2 separate regions of the Mus musculus genome follow, and region 1 is linked to region 2. Evidence: chromatin contacts called from public HiChIP or PLAC-seq data. All regions are on one chromosome and are shown on one strand. Each heading gives the region's core, a stretch centred on a gene start, on an enhancer-like site or on the middle of the called end of the contact. The rest is flanking DNA. Distances are from core to core; before and after follow the strand shown. Region 1 has its middle 48 kb from the start of Sertad2. Region 2 holds the start of Sertad2 (SERTA domain containing 2).

Evidence for each region. HiChIP or PLAC-seq counts read pairs in DNA pulled down with a chosen protein or histone mark.
Region 1: an H3K27ac HiChIP or PLAC-seq map of extraembryonic endoderm stem cells shows a contact between it and region 2. The contact joins the enhancer-like site here to the promoter of Sertad2 in region 2. A contact is called at or near these places in 1 of 39 promoter capture datasets (erythroid cells), 1 of 15 datasets of contacts at CTCF or cohesin (the NIH/3T3 cell line), 10 of 484 Hi-C or Micro-C datasets (the AML12 cell line, the HPC-5 cell line, the N1E-115 cell line and 7 more), 6 of 115 datasets of contacts at active chromatin or transcription factors (the HPC-7 cell line, embryonic stem cells, extraembryonic endoderm stem cells and 2 more) and 3 of 9 other capture datasets (adipose tissue, liver and pancreatic islet).

The regions. Positions count from the first base shown.
Region 1 is chr11:20,677,056-20,683,174 of GRCm38.p6, forward strand. No RefSeq gene overlaps it. Among named protein-coding and RNA genes, the nearest start is that of Sertad2, 48 kb to the left of the region's middle. Within about 2 kb of position 1,261, at least 3 of the 459 cell types and tissues checked have an H3K27ac peak or open chromatin away from gene starts, as enhancers often do. A contact at or near this core is called in extraembryonic endoderm stem cells, where this site is marked.
Region 2 is chr11:20,627,385-20,633,652 of GRCm38.p6, forward strand. Sertad2 (SERTA domain containing 2) reads left to right here and starts at 4,593. Exons shown (of 2, transcript NM_001038625.1): 1 at 4,593-4,889.

The DNA.
Region 1 (6,119 bases), core at 11-2,510, 46 kb after region 2:
GTAGTGTGAGCCAAAGGAGAGAGACAGTAAGCTGGGGTCCAGAGGATGGAGGCACCATCTTAGATAGTGTGCAGGGGGAGGCTGTCCAAAGAGGTGAGGGTCAGAGCTGTATGGAGGGATGGAGAGGCCGAGGCAGGACCAGAAGGCTTTCCAGAAGGCTGCCAGCTCTGCTTTTCCAGTCAGTCCAGCAGGAGTGATGGCCCTCAGAATCAGTTCCTGCTGCAGAGGTCTCTGGATGACAAGGTGGCTGAACACTGTCAGAGGAGATACAGGGAGCCAAAGGACAAGCTATATGACACCAGAAGGAGACAATCAGATAAATCCTAGATGTGGGCTAGCCCACAGAACAACTGGCTGGTGTCTTAAAGAGATCGTGAGTAGGAATGGAGACCAGGTCAGATTCAAACAAACACAGAACCAAATGGGATGTACAATCCTCCAGAAGACATAACAGGTCTGCTAAAAGATGCCTTTCTATTCAAGCTTGGGAGATTGGACTTCAGTTGGAATGAAGGAACTGTTGCCTCTCTTAGGTGTAAGGACAGTGTGCGATCAGGGAAGAGATGGAGCTAAGTTAGGTTTGTGATTGATGATGACCATAATTTATTCTGAAAAGCTCAGCCACGTAAGTAAATGAAGGTTTGAGATGTAGCTCTCAGGAGGAGAAGGGCAGCCTTCTTGGGCTGGCCAGGCAGCAGATTTTGGCAAACCCTGAAGTATGCCCTCTTTGGATAGGGAATGTGCTCTGCCACACATAGTAGGTGTCTGATAACATGTGAATGAGTACACATATGGAGGCCTTGTTGGGATTCATTTCCAAGGATGGTCTATGGCTGAGCACACTCTTCCACCTTTAAGTTTACCAGGCATTGGTCACCATCAGACAGTTAAGAATGCTGGGTTGTTGTCAAGGCCCATTAAGTTTGGAAGTGCCGAGGAGTGTTCTTAATAGTCCCTCTGGATTCCAGATATGTTGAGCCTTCAGGCCATCCTGGTCACAAGCAGCTGGCATGCTGGTGCCTCCAGATTTGCTTCTGTCAAGTCAACTCAATGGAAACAGTGTCCTCTACAGTGACACCTAACATTCCTGGAGCTCTCAGCATTTCCGAATGTCATGTTACGTGTGTGACATGAGCTCTGTGGCCCCAATGCTCATGTCCTTCCAGATTCATAGAGAAACCTAAACCACGCTCCTGTTAGCAGCTGAGGCTTCAGGGAGTGGATAACATTGTTAGGGCAGAGTCATCAAGATAGGATTAGGGTCCTATTGAAAGAGGCCTGGGAGCCCTTGCTGCCTTTCGGCTTGTGAGGAGCCAGCACGAAGACAGTATCTACAAGGGAGGGGTGGATTTTGCCAGACATGGAGTCCACTGGAAACTTCTCTTGGAATTCTCACCTCTGGAACTGTGAACAACCAATGTGTGTTTGTAAGGTACTTCACATAAGATAGTGAGGTCTTGCTCATGAGCCCTCCTAGGAAAGCCATTTGGGTGATTTTTCTTTGTGCTCCATTTTGATGACTGGTCTGTGGTCTCAATGGTTTATGGCAGGCTTCTGATGTGGCTCCTTCCCTCTCTCTTCTAGAAGCAGCATCCAGGCCATGCTCACATTACCGAAGGCTCAGGATCCTTTCTGTCTTGGGTCAGGTGCCTGCTTGTGGGCCAGAACCTAGGGAAGCCTGAGGTAGCAGGGTCTGCCAGTTGCCTCTGATGTGGGGATGGGTTGCAGCCAGGCCTGCTCTGAGTTTCCTCCCTGCCACATGTTGGATTATTATAAAACAATAGCTCATGTTCTTTCTTTCATCATCCAACACTGGTAGATTGGCTAACATGACCGTTTATAGAAGCGCTTGGGAAGAAGTCAGCCCTGTGGAGATGGTACCATGGTGGCAGATACTCGCTTTCAGTAGAGGGCAGGTAGGTTTACTACAGTTCTCTGCCAGCACCTGCAGCCTTGCAGGCTACCTTTTCTGTCTCGGCCCCAACAGTGTTGGGCTGCCAACTCTTTTCCTGTTTTCCCGTTGGTTGAAGCTGAAATACCAGCTGTTCCTGGTGGGCTGTGTCCAGATTTTCTACCCTGAATGTATAATGTATCCTTTCAACAGGTGTCTGTGACACAGGACCAGTGTAGTCCTGTCTGCCTCACAGATGTCAATCTTTAGCCACAAAACAAAACAACACAACCTGGGGCAGGAAAGAAGTGTCTGGATTTCAGTGTGAGTTGAGTCAGGGGCATTCTTTTTCTAAAATCTACACCACCAACACTGAAGGAAGACACTGTCTTCCTTGCTCTAACCAATGTCCGTTAGGACTGGGGACTCAGTAAGGTGATGTCATACATAGAGGGGCATAGATGGGTGACGAGCTGGAGGGTGGGGAAAGGCTTGGGCTCATCTGTGAGCCAGAATAAAAACAGACAGCAAGTAAGGGCTGCTGGATGGGGCAGCTCCCTCCTGGCGGCAGGGGAGCCACTCTAGGGTCAGGATGGGAAGCCCCAGTTTCAGAATGGCAAAGTCAGGGTCAACCCTCACCCTGCTTGTTTGTATTGCCAGCACAAATGCAGAAGGAAGTCCCACTTGGAGTAACAGAGGAGTGGGAAAGTAACTTTAAGGTGCTGGGAGCCAGTGGGTTTCTGCAGTCTGTGTTGTCAGCCTTGGGAACCCATCTGTGTCATCTAGAGTTTAATGGCTCTGTTATCATGTCTACCAGTGCCCACCTTCAAGAATCCCAAGCTTTGGGGATCCAAGAACTGTATAGCTGTGAGCCATGCTTGGCCTGGTCAGGGACTAAGAAGGGTCCTAACTGATTTCCCATGAGTAGCCCTCAGGGCACCCTCTGAGGACCAGTCTAAACGGATGGTACCCAGGTCTAAACGGATGGTACCCAGGTCTAAACGGATGGTACCCAGGTCTAAACGGATGGTGCCTAGGTCTAAACAGATGGTACCCAGGTCTAAATGGATGGTACCCAGGTCTGGAGAACTGGTACAGAGCTGGTGTCCTAGGGTTTCTCTTGCTGTCATAAAATACCATGAACAAAAGCAACTTGGTGGGGAAAGTGTTTATTTTACTTATAGTTCTACCTTGCAGTCTATCAGTGGGGTGGGGTTGGGGAAATCAGGACAGGATCCTAGAGGCAGGAGTTGATGCAGAGGCCATGGAAGAATGCTGCTTACTGGTTTGCTTATCATGGCTTGTTCAGCCTGCCTTCTTATAGAACCCAGGACCACCAGCCCAGGGGATGGTACTGCCCACAGTGGGCTGGGCCCTCTTACAACAATCATCAATCAAGAAACTGCCCCACAAGCTTGCCCATAGGCCAGTCTAGGCCTAGCAGCATTTTCTCCAGTGAGGTTCTCTCTTCCCAGCTGACAAGTTTGTGTCAAGTAGATACAAAACTAGCCAACATATCCAGGGTTCTTGATGTTTGTTTTACTGTCTTGGGACAGGATCTCACTGTGTAACCCAGGCTAGCCAATAGCATTTGAGATCTTCCTGTCTCAGGACAACTTCTCCCCCATACCCTGAGCGCTGCTATTCTAGGTCTGCACCACACCACACCAATGGGAGCTGTGTGCGTTTATAAGCAGAACTGATGGTGTGGGCTCTGAGACAGTATGTCAGTAAGGGCTGTGATCTCCAACCCCACCCAGAGTTTTCCTACTGTTCATACAAACCCCAAAACAACCAGCACTGACGCCCAACGGCTGGGCATAGCTGGGTTGTCTTAGAGCCTGGAGAATCAAGTCGGTGACTGAATTAGACAGAGCTTGAGATCAGGGCTACACTATTTGCAGGCAGAGAAAATACAGTTTCTAGAAAGATTACTGCTGCTTCACTGACTGCCTGTGTGTTCAGTGTCATGTGGAGTCCAGGGGACTGACTTGAGCCAGACAGAACCCTGTCTGTCCTCAAGGAGCAAAGGCCCAGAGAGAACAGCACAGGTCGATCAGGAAGTGAGGTGGCTGGTGGCCTTACTTATTCCTCCGACAGTGTGACTGCCAGGCTCTGCGGTTGTCTGGATCTGGGAGAGCATACTGTCCTTTCTGGCTCGGTGGCCTTAGGGGGGAGTCATAGAATAGTTCCAGTTTTGGTGTCATCCCAAGGACAGGGGCTAGCACTGGTTAGAACTCTTGCACTAGTTGGTTTGGGGTCCCTGTGACAGTACTGGACAGAAACAACCTAAGAGAAGAAACATTGTTTTGGTTCAAGGTTCCAGAGGATTAAGCTCAGTATGTAGGAAAGATGTGGTACTTGTGGCTGTGGGAGTGTGTGCTAAAGGCCATTGAAATCACGGTGGCTCAGGAAGCAGAGAGGGAGAGACCAGGATACAATGTCTGAAGGCCCATTCTCAGTGACCTACTGCCCTACTTCTCACACTTCCCAGAGGTCCCAGACCTGCCAAGTTAGCACTGCACTTCTCAAATATGAGTTGGGGTGTGGTATGGTCTATTTCAGTTTCAAACCACGACAGTCTTTATTGTGACTAGTTTTATTTTAAGTGTTATGTGTTCAGAGGGTTTGCAAAGAACCCTGGGATGCTGAAGAGGCAGCTCTGTCCAGTGTGGGTGGCAGAGAGGTTTCCAGAGTTGCTGATGGTGGCAAATGAATGAGGAGACGTTTTCCTGGGTAAGGGACTGGTTTCAGCCAGCTGTTGGGACATTGGTAGCTCACGAAGAGGCTATCGTGTAGACAAGAGGCAGAACCCAGGTATGGGCAACCTGGTAAGGCTAAGACTTTCGTTCAGGGAGCTTCAGGAAGGACTTGCTAAAGGAAAAGAACATTCTACCAGCATAGTGGGGAGATGAGATTAGGAGGTTGAATGGTGGTCACATTAGATAAGTGGGCCTGGAGAGAGGAAGTGGTTGTGTAAGAAGTGGAATCAACAGGATTCTACATCCACAAGCTGAAGGTGAGGCAGGGGACTGGACAAGATTGAACACGGACAACACTAGTTGAGAGGGGGCCAAGCAAGGGCAGTATGTATGGGGCATGTGACGATTCAGACATGGTGCATTGGGCTTAAAGCTGGAGTCCTGGACCTCCAGTGAAGTTGGCCAGTGGCAGAAGAGACCGGTAGCCCAAGGAGGGGCCAGGAAAGGGCTCCCCCGAGAACCCTGGGGCTGGACTCCTTCTCTCATTTGATATTTTGAATCAGGATTTTACTGTGTGGTCCAGGTTGGTCTCAAATTTGAAATCTTCTTCCCTCTGCCTTTTGAGTGCTGGAATTGGAGGCATACACGCCATGTCTGATCTTTTGGAGGAATCCTTTCCCTTGAGGGACCTAGGGAGGAGATAGACTCACGTTAAAGACTAGAGTAACCAGCAACCCCATTCTGGGGTGGATGGGGGCTGGAGGCAGGAGGTGTCCTCCCTCTCATGCCTTGGCCCTTTTGGTCTTTGGTGATCCATGTTACTGACCCTCAGAGATAGTGATGGGAGAGAACCTTGGGGTCCCATTGAGGGATGTGAGGAGCTATGGGCACAGTTCATATGTCATTTGGAGTTTCAAGGCAACTGAAATCTATCACACATGCTAAAGGTGGCTTTAGCTCCCCGGAGGGGAGGAGGACACTGAACTGTTAAGGAGACAGTTATCCGTTCTCTTCTCCTGTCATCATCATCCTCATCCTTACTGACAGAATACTGACCCAGATAAATGATGAACATTATTGGCCAAGTGTTTACTGTGTGCCACAGGTGATGTGGATTCCCCCTCCCCCCCCCGCCGCCCCAAGCCTGAATGGATGCCATTTTATCCTTTGAATCTCTCTATATAGTCCAAACATTTCCTTATTTATGCTTCCATTTCTTCAGCCATGAGAATCTACTCATTCTTGGTTTAATATTTTGTAGCAACAGAACCCCTTTATTGAACAGAATTTTCTGTAGTCATTCAGCTCCAATATTAGCCTAGGTTGCTACTGTAAGACAACCCTTGGCTGCATATGTGTCCCAGCTCTGATGCCTCTGGGGGTTCCTGGGAGAGGTTTAGGGGAGCATTGAGCAGCTTATCTTTTAGCCCTAAAAAAAAAAAAGACTCTAAAGTAGCTTCTACCTCAGTTTTCCTTTCCTTTGTGTATGGGGCTTACAAGCATACATGTTTCCGGTCAAATTCAGG
Region 2 (6,268 bases), core at 3,343-5,842:
GGGCTGAGGAGCTAGGCTCAGAATGATCTAACACAATTACCCAGTGCTTGTTTCGCTAGATCCCATGCTGATCTGAGGTCTGTGAAGCAACAGATTAAGACTCAAAAGCCACAGATTGGGCTAGCTAGGTGGCTCAGTGAATGGGTGTATTTGTTGGGCCAGCCTGAGATATCTGAGTTTAATCCCTGGATCCTGTAGTAAAAGGAGAAAACAGATTTCCAGAAGTTATTCTCTGACCTCCATATGTGGGCCATGGCATACACACTCACATACTTCTCTCTCTCTCTCTCTCTCTCTCTCTCTCTCTCTCTCTCTCTCTCTCTCTCTCCCTCTCCCTCTCCCTCTCTCCCTCTCCCTCTCCCTCTCTCTCTCTCTCTCTCTCTCACACACACACACACACACACTACTTTTAAGTCACGAATTCATCAGTAATAGCGTTGTAAATCTTTGAATTATTTGTAAAGAATCTTCATCTCACCTAGTTGGTTGCTAGGACAAGAAAGTCCTAGAGGCTGGCCCCTTCTGACATTAGTTGGCAGTCTGTGGAATCCAGATGTTCTGAGTGTGTGAGAAGAGTGTTCCTGCTAAGAATTTGGCGGTTTATAGACTCCTCCCTGTGAGAGTGTGTGGAGACTGGCAGGTAGTGCTATATTGAGAAATGGGAAAGCTGAGGGTTTTTTTTTTCCCTCAAATGTTGTTTTAAAGATTGTGTTCTGTGCTAAGATTTAGACAATGTCAGAATTTTAGAAAAAGAAAAGGCCTAATATTTAATATTAATATCTAATACTAAAAAGAAAGACGTGTGTGCAGCATGGCTGGCAGCCATGACCTCAGTTCATAACAGTGTGGTACCTTTCAGAAGACGATCCCTATCTTAGGGCTGTAGCTCTGCCTGTGTGAACTGAGCTGTGGAGGAGGAGCAGGGAAAAGGCCTGACACAGAGGGCAGTGCACAGCTTGCAGGAGTACAGTAGTTTATTTGGTCACTGAGCACGAGGAAGGCTTTCCTCTCCATCACTCACTATATTAGCCATCTGCTGGCCTTCACATCCACAGCAATCCCTGCTGGTCACAGAAGGGATGTGAATTCCAGAATTTGACTTTAAAAATCTATCCCAAGTTTTCTGGTATTAGGGTAAGTCTACAGCTGATATCTCCTATTTTCCATGAAAATCTATCTAGCCCAGTTTTTTTTTCTATACAGTGGTTTCATAACTGAAACATTTGTCCTTTTTGACTTTATAGATGATTGCTAATATTTCAGCTTCAAATCTAGACTAGAATTAGGTTGAAAGAAAAATTGAAGTTTTTGAAGCTTGTCTTTGTTTTCAGACTGTGGGTATAGCTCAGTAGTTGAGCCCCACACCCTGGGTCCTGTCCTCTCTACACACAAAACCTCATACATAGATACAAATAAATAAATAAATAAATAAATAAATAAATAATCTTTGTTTCATGGTTCATATATCTGACTTGTTCCTTGTGTTTCTCTGACCATGCTAATTAAGTGCTAAAAGCACCCTTCGGTTAGTGCATTACTCTACTAGTCTGTAGGTCATACATAGCATTTCAAAGGAGAAGTGGGGACTGTAAACTGGTATCCAGGACTCAGCTGTGTGAGGAGACCTCTCTGGATGAGCTCATGATTTCAGAATTTTCAAAATTTGCTGTCACAGTTCTGTGCTGAAGAAAAGAAATGCTTCTCTTCTCCCTAAACTGATGTGTTCGTGATAGTTAAATGTGACCTACTAACTTGTGATGGAGAAGTTCTGAATTCTTGATGAAGCCCTAAGATTAAGATTATTTTAAATGGACTTTTAAAATGTATAAACCAAATGTACAGGTTCACTTAGCATTTATTGATCATTCTGTAGAAGTAACTATTATTTTTCTCTATAAAGAAAAAAAAAATCTGGCCCAGCCTGATTGTGTATACCTTTACTCCCTGCAGAGGTGGGAGGCGGGGGCGGGGCGGGTTGCGGGGGCAGGGGAAGGCCAACTTGGTCTACATAGTTCCAGGACAGATGGAGCTATGAAAAGAGAGCCTGTTTCAAAGTAAAAGCCTTCAGTCTTTGAGTATACCTCAAAAGTTCAGGGAAGGTGCCCTGAAGAGATGGTACCGCAGTTAAGAATACTTACTGCACTTGTAGAGGACCCCAGATTGGTTCCCACCACCACAGGCGCTCACAGTATTCTGTAACTCCTGTTCCAGAGGATCTAGCACCCTCTCTGGCCTCCATAGGACCAGAGCATGCACATGGTTCCCAGATACACCCTTACTCGTAAAGTTTTTGTTTTTGTTTTTAAGTACAGGGCGATCTTCCTTTATCTTTAAACGTCTCAGATTAGGCAGGATTGGCTAGATTGCTGTGCCTGGCGAGAAGGAGCAGGGAGACAGAAGTACCTGATGTTGGACCACACTGGCAGCTGTTGACGCTGCCACTTCACACTTTGACTAATTGGTCAGATATACCAGATTCTAGAAGTTGGTTAAGTGAAATTGTAACTCATGCACTGATAAGCCTCTAAGTCTTCAAAAATAGAACTGTGCGATATCTCACCCCAGAAGCAACTCTGGGCTGCTTTCCTCAGAACTCAGACTTTTAGGTAAGCATACATAGAACATAGACTTCAGACAACATGTGTTCGTTCTGTTGACACACTAAGATGTTATTTTAATTTTGGCTTTCCTTTTGTGCAGGAACACTGTATTTGGGTAGCCATTTGTTAAAAAATATCCAAGTGTCATAAAATTCTGTGTCTTTTTGCAAACTTCAATTCATGAATAACAGTTTCAATTCATTTTAAATTCAACAGAACTAAATACCTCTGGCCTCCCACAAAGACATCACAGGAAGATTATTGTAGCTACTATTTCAATGGCGGTTTCTTAAAGTGAGCACTCAAAGTCTAAGTGAGTGGGTAATTAGAGCCAGGAGGGGTTAGTGCTGTCTCCAAATGCAGAACTCTAGAAATGAAAACCATCTTGGCTCTCCAGCAAAATGTGTGAAAGTTTATGCCACTGAGCAAGACCTCATACTCTATGCGATGCCATTTTGTGCTATTATAATGACTTGCCAGAGAGATATACAATTAGCTGATATTGGTTATACCTCATGAAACATGTATATGAGATTTTGATAATGCCAAGGATTTGCTAAAAACAAACAGCAACAACAACAAAAACCTTTTTACTTCTCTAATTAATAAAACCTGACATTGTCTCCTTTACCGTTTAGCACACATCATAATAATAATTATTATAATTATTAGAGACACATTCTCACTATTTAGTCCTGGCTGGCCTACAACTGCCTATGTAGACCAGGCTGACCTTGAACTAAGAGAGATCTGCCTGCCTCTTCCTACCTAGTGTAGGGGTCCTACAACTGGTGATGGCTCATATTTAATTTTGATAGGATCATCAACTCGATTGATAACAAATCATTACAGAACAGTTTGAGTTGGAATAAATTTGTCTTGATGTTTAAGACCTTTATGTTAGGTCTTAAAGCTTTATTGTCCTTAAATACAACTAGTGTCATGGACCATTAAACAGCAAAGTGGTCTGAAGAGAAATTATTGATTGGAGTGGCAGCCAAAATTTTAAAGTGCCTGAATTTCTTTTGTAATATCTTTATGTAGAATGCATATGCCATTTTAAAGGTAATGATAAATGTTCCTGTTGAGCTGTCCCTGGCCTCTTAGTTCTCTTAAATTCGAACCACTTAGGCACATGCTAATACTAAGGACAATATAAAGCTCCTTGCTAAGTTTGAGTAGTTAAAAACATTAAGGATTTTTTGTTGTTTTGGGGTTTTTTGTTTTTTGTTTTTTAAATGGGAAAGATAAGGCTATCAGCGTGAAACTTGTGGGCAGAGGACCACGCCTCCAGTTCCCTGTGTTCTCCAAGCGTGGTCTCCCTCTGGTTGGCTGCATGGTCTCCATAAAGGATGCAACTCTGGTATGTCCGACCGACTCCAAAGGTACTAGTTGGTGACTCATTTCAACTTCTGTCGTCAGCTCCACACGGAGCCCTTGGCCCCTCCCCCCATTCCCATATCTCCGAGGGCCATTGGTGGACCCTATCCTCCCGCCAGCCGGCCCAAGTGGCCAAATAGCTCGGATGCCTGTCATATTTGTGGTCGCGCTCCTCTGCGGACTGTGCCAGCGCTGCCGTCTTTGTCATCACCCACTCTGTCATGTCTGTTTTCCAGTATGTGGGGGCCATTAGTGGTAGTAGTGGCGGTCCGGCTTGGGCGCTCCCATTTCTACCTCTCCTATTTAGCTTTCAGTCCACAGAAGAGGCTGCATAAGCTTGGTGTCTGTCCGCCGCTTCCTGAGAGTTCACCCTGAGGGAATCTGCATTTATGGCACTTGGGCGGGCCCGGGGCGGGCCCTGCGAAGCTGAGGCGGGTCCGGACCGGCTGGAGGCGGGGCCTACGGAGATCTGGACCTGAAGGCACGGGTGGGCGGGACCTATAGTAGGAGGTGGGAGGGGCAGGGTGGGGCCTATACTGCAGGGGCGGGGCTGGTGGGGCGGGGCCCGGCCAGGCAGGGGGTGGGGCCTACGGGGCCTGGCCGGAGCTCGCCAGAGGCTCGCAGGCGGACGTCACTCCCGCACGGCGAGTGCTGGAGCACGAGCTGTACCTCTCTCGGCCCGGGCGTCCACTCCGCCCGCCTCCTGCTTCCTCCAGGCTGCCCGCCGCCTCCACCATTGTATAATGTTCCCGACTCGCAAGCAGAGGACGCCGGAGTCGTAGCTCCGGCCTCGCCGAGCTCCCTGCTACCGTCGGCCCCGCGGCGGGGGCGCCCCGCATGGAGCGGGCATAGCTTGAGGGGTGGGCGGAAACCCCTCCGATGCGTTAGCTCCTGGTGGACCTGCTTGTGGTGAGTTCCGGGCCGAGCTGGAGGCTCCCCGGGGTTGGGCTCCGGCGGGCGAGGGGCGGTGCTGGGCTGGGCCAGGCGGGAGCCCAAGGCAGCGGAGGCCGGACCGGGCAGGTTGGGGAGCACCCGCTGGCCGCCTGGAGACCCCGACTGTCACGACCTGGGGCGGGGTCCGGGCGGCAGGGGCCCGGAGCTTTTGCCGTCACAGCTGGTGTGTGTGTGTGTGTGTGAGTGTGTGTGTGTGTGTGTGTGCGCGCGCGCGCGCGCTCGCTGTGGTGGCTCTGGTGCTGAGAACGTGCGAGACTTTTTTTTTTTTTTAAAGATTCCGGTTGCTGGCAGGGAGGCTGCTTCACTTTTGAGTTCCGTGTCTGGGTTTGCATCCAACTTGCTATATTGTGTTTCGAGAGTTTCCCGGTGGTTTTGCGTTAAAACAGTTCTCTTCACCCTCTTTTCTTCCGTGCCCAAGTGAATTGATTTTGGATCCAAATGTTTATTAAACTTAATGCCTTCCTGGTTTTTAAATTAGAAATCTACAAGTCATCTTGGTGTTAACCGCCTATGACGGGGCAGAGGGGGGGCGGTGCTGAGGGGAGCCAGCTGTCCCGACGCGTAGACTTTGTACCATTGACACTGGGCACTTCAGAGGACCATTGCGTCGAGAGAAAGTACTGAATTGTTCATATTTTTCTTAACTATAAATTGTCTTAGCTTTAGCCGGAATGGTAGCAAATCAGTAGAGTTGAAAATTGAATTGTAAGTTTCGCAAAGCAGTGAGACTGTTTTAGAATAACTTTTTGCTCGCATCTAGGTAGTTTCAGGAGTAGAAAGTCGGTTTTGCAGGCACTGAGTGGAGGGCAGTCAGCAGGGACAGACTCAGAAACGGCAGATTTTATTTAAGTAGAATCAGTCAAACCCTAGCTGGCTTTCAGGAACAGTCGTTGTTTTCAAGCTTTGTTCTTGAAACGTGCTTTTGAATTCCTAGTATTTGTTAAGAAGTGTTCAGAACCTATGGAAAAGGGCCTGGAGGTTGTAGTCACCAGTAGGATGGCCCAGGCCCTAACTGTTCAGAATTGCTTTTTGTAATTTTTGTGACTGGCAGGAATGAGGTGGGCCTGGGCTCCACTTAACCTCCTGGAAGGCTCCACACCAGAGAGCCCTGGGTCTGCTGCTGGGTTAGTTGCTTACCCAGTGGCTACTTCACCAGAGCCCTTTAATATCATAGTATCCCGATTTGAGGGTGAAGTTATTAAGATTTCAACTCTGGCATGAGCAAGAATAATTGTGGATCTTTACTTTCCTGATAATTTTATAAAAATTTCCTTTATTTGAAAATACACATTGCTGGCCTGGGTTGTGCTGGCATACACTTACAATCCTAGCAC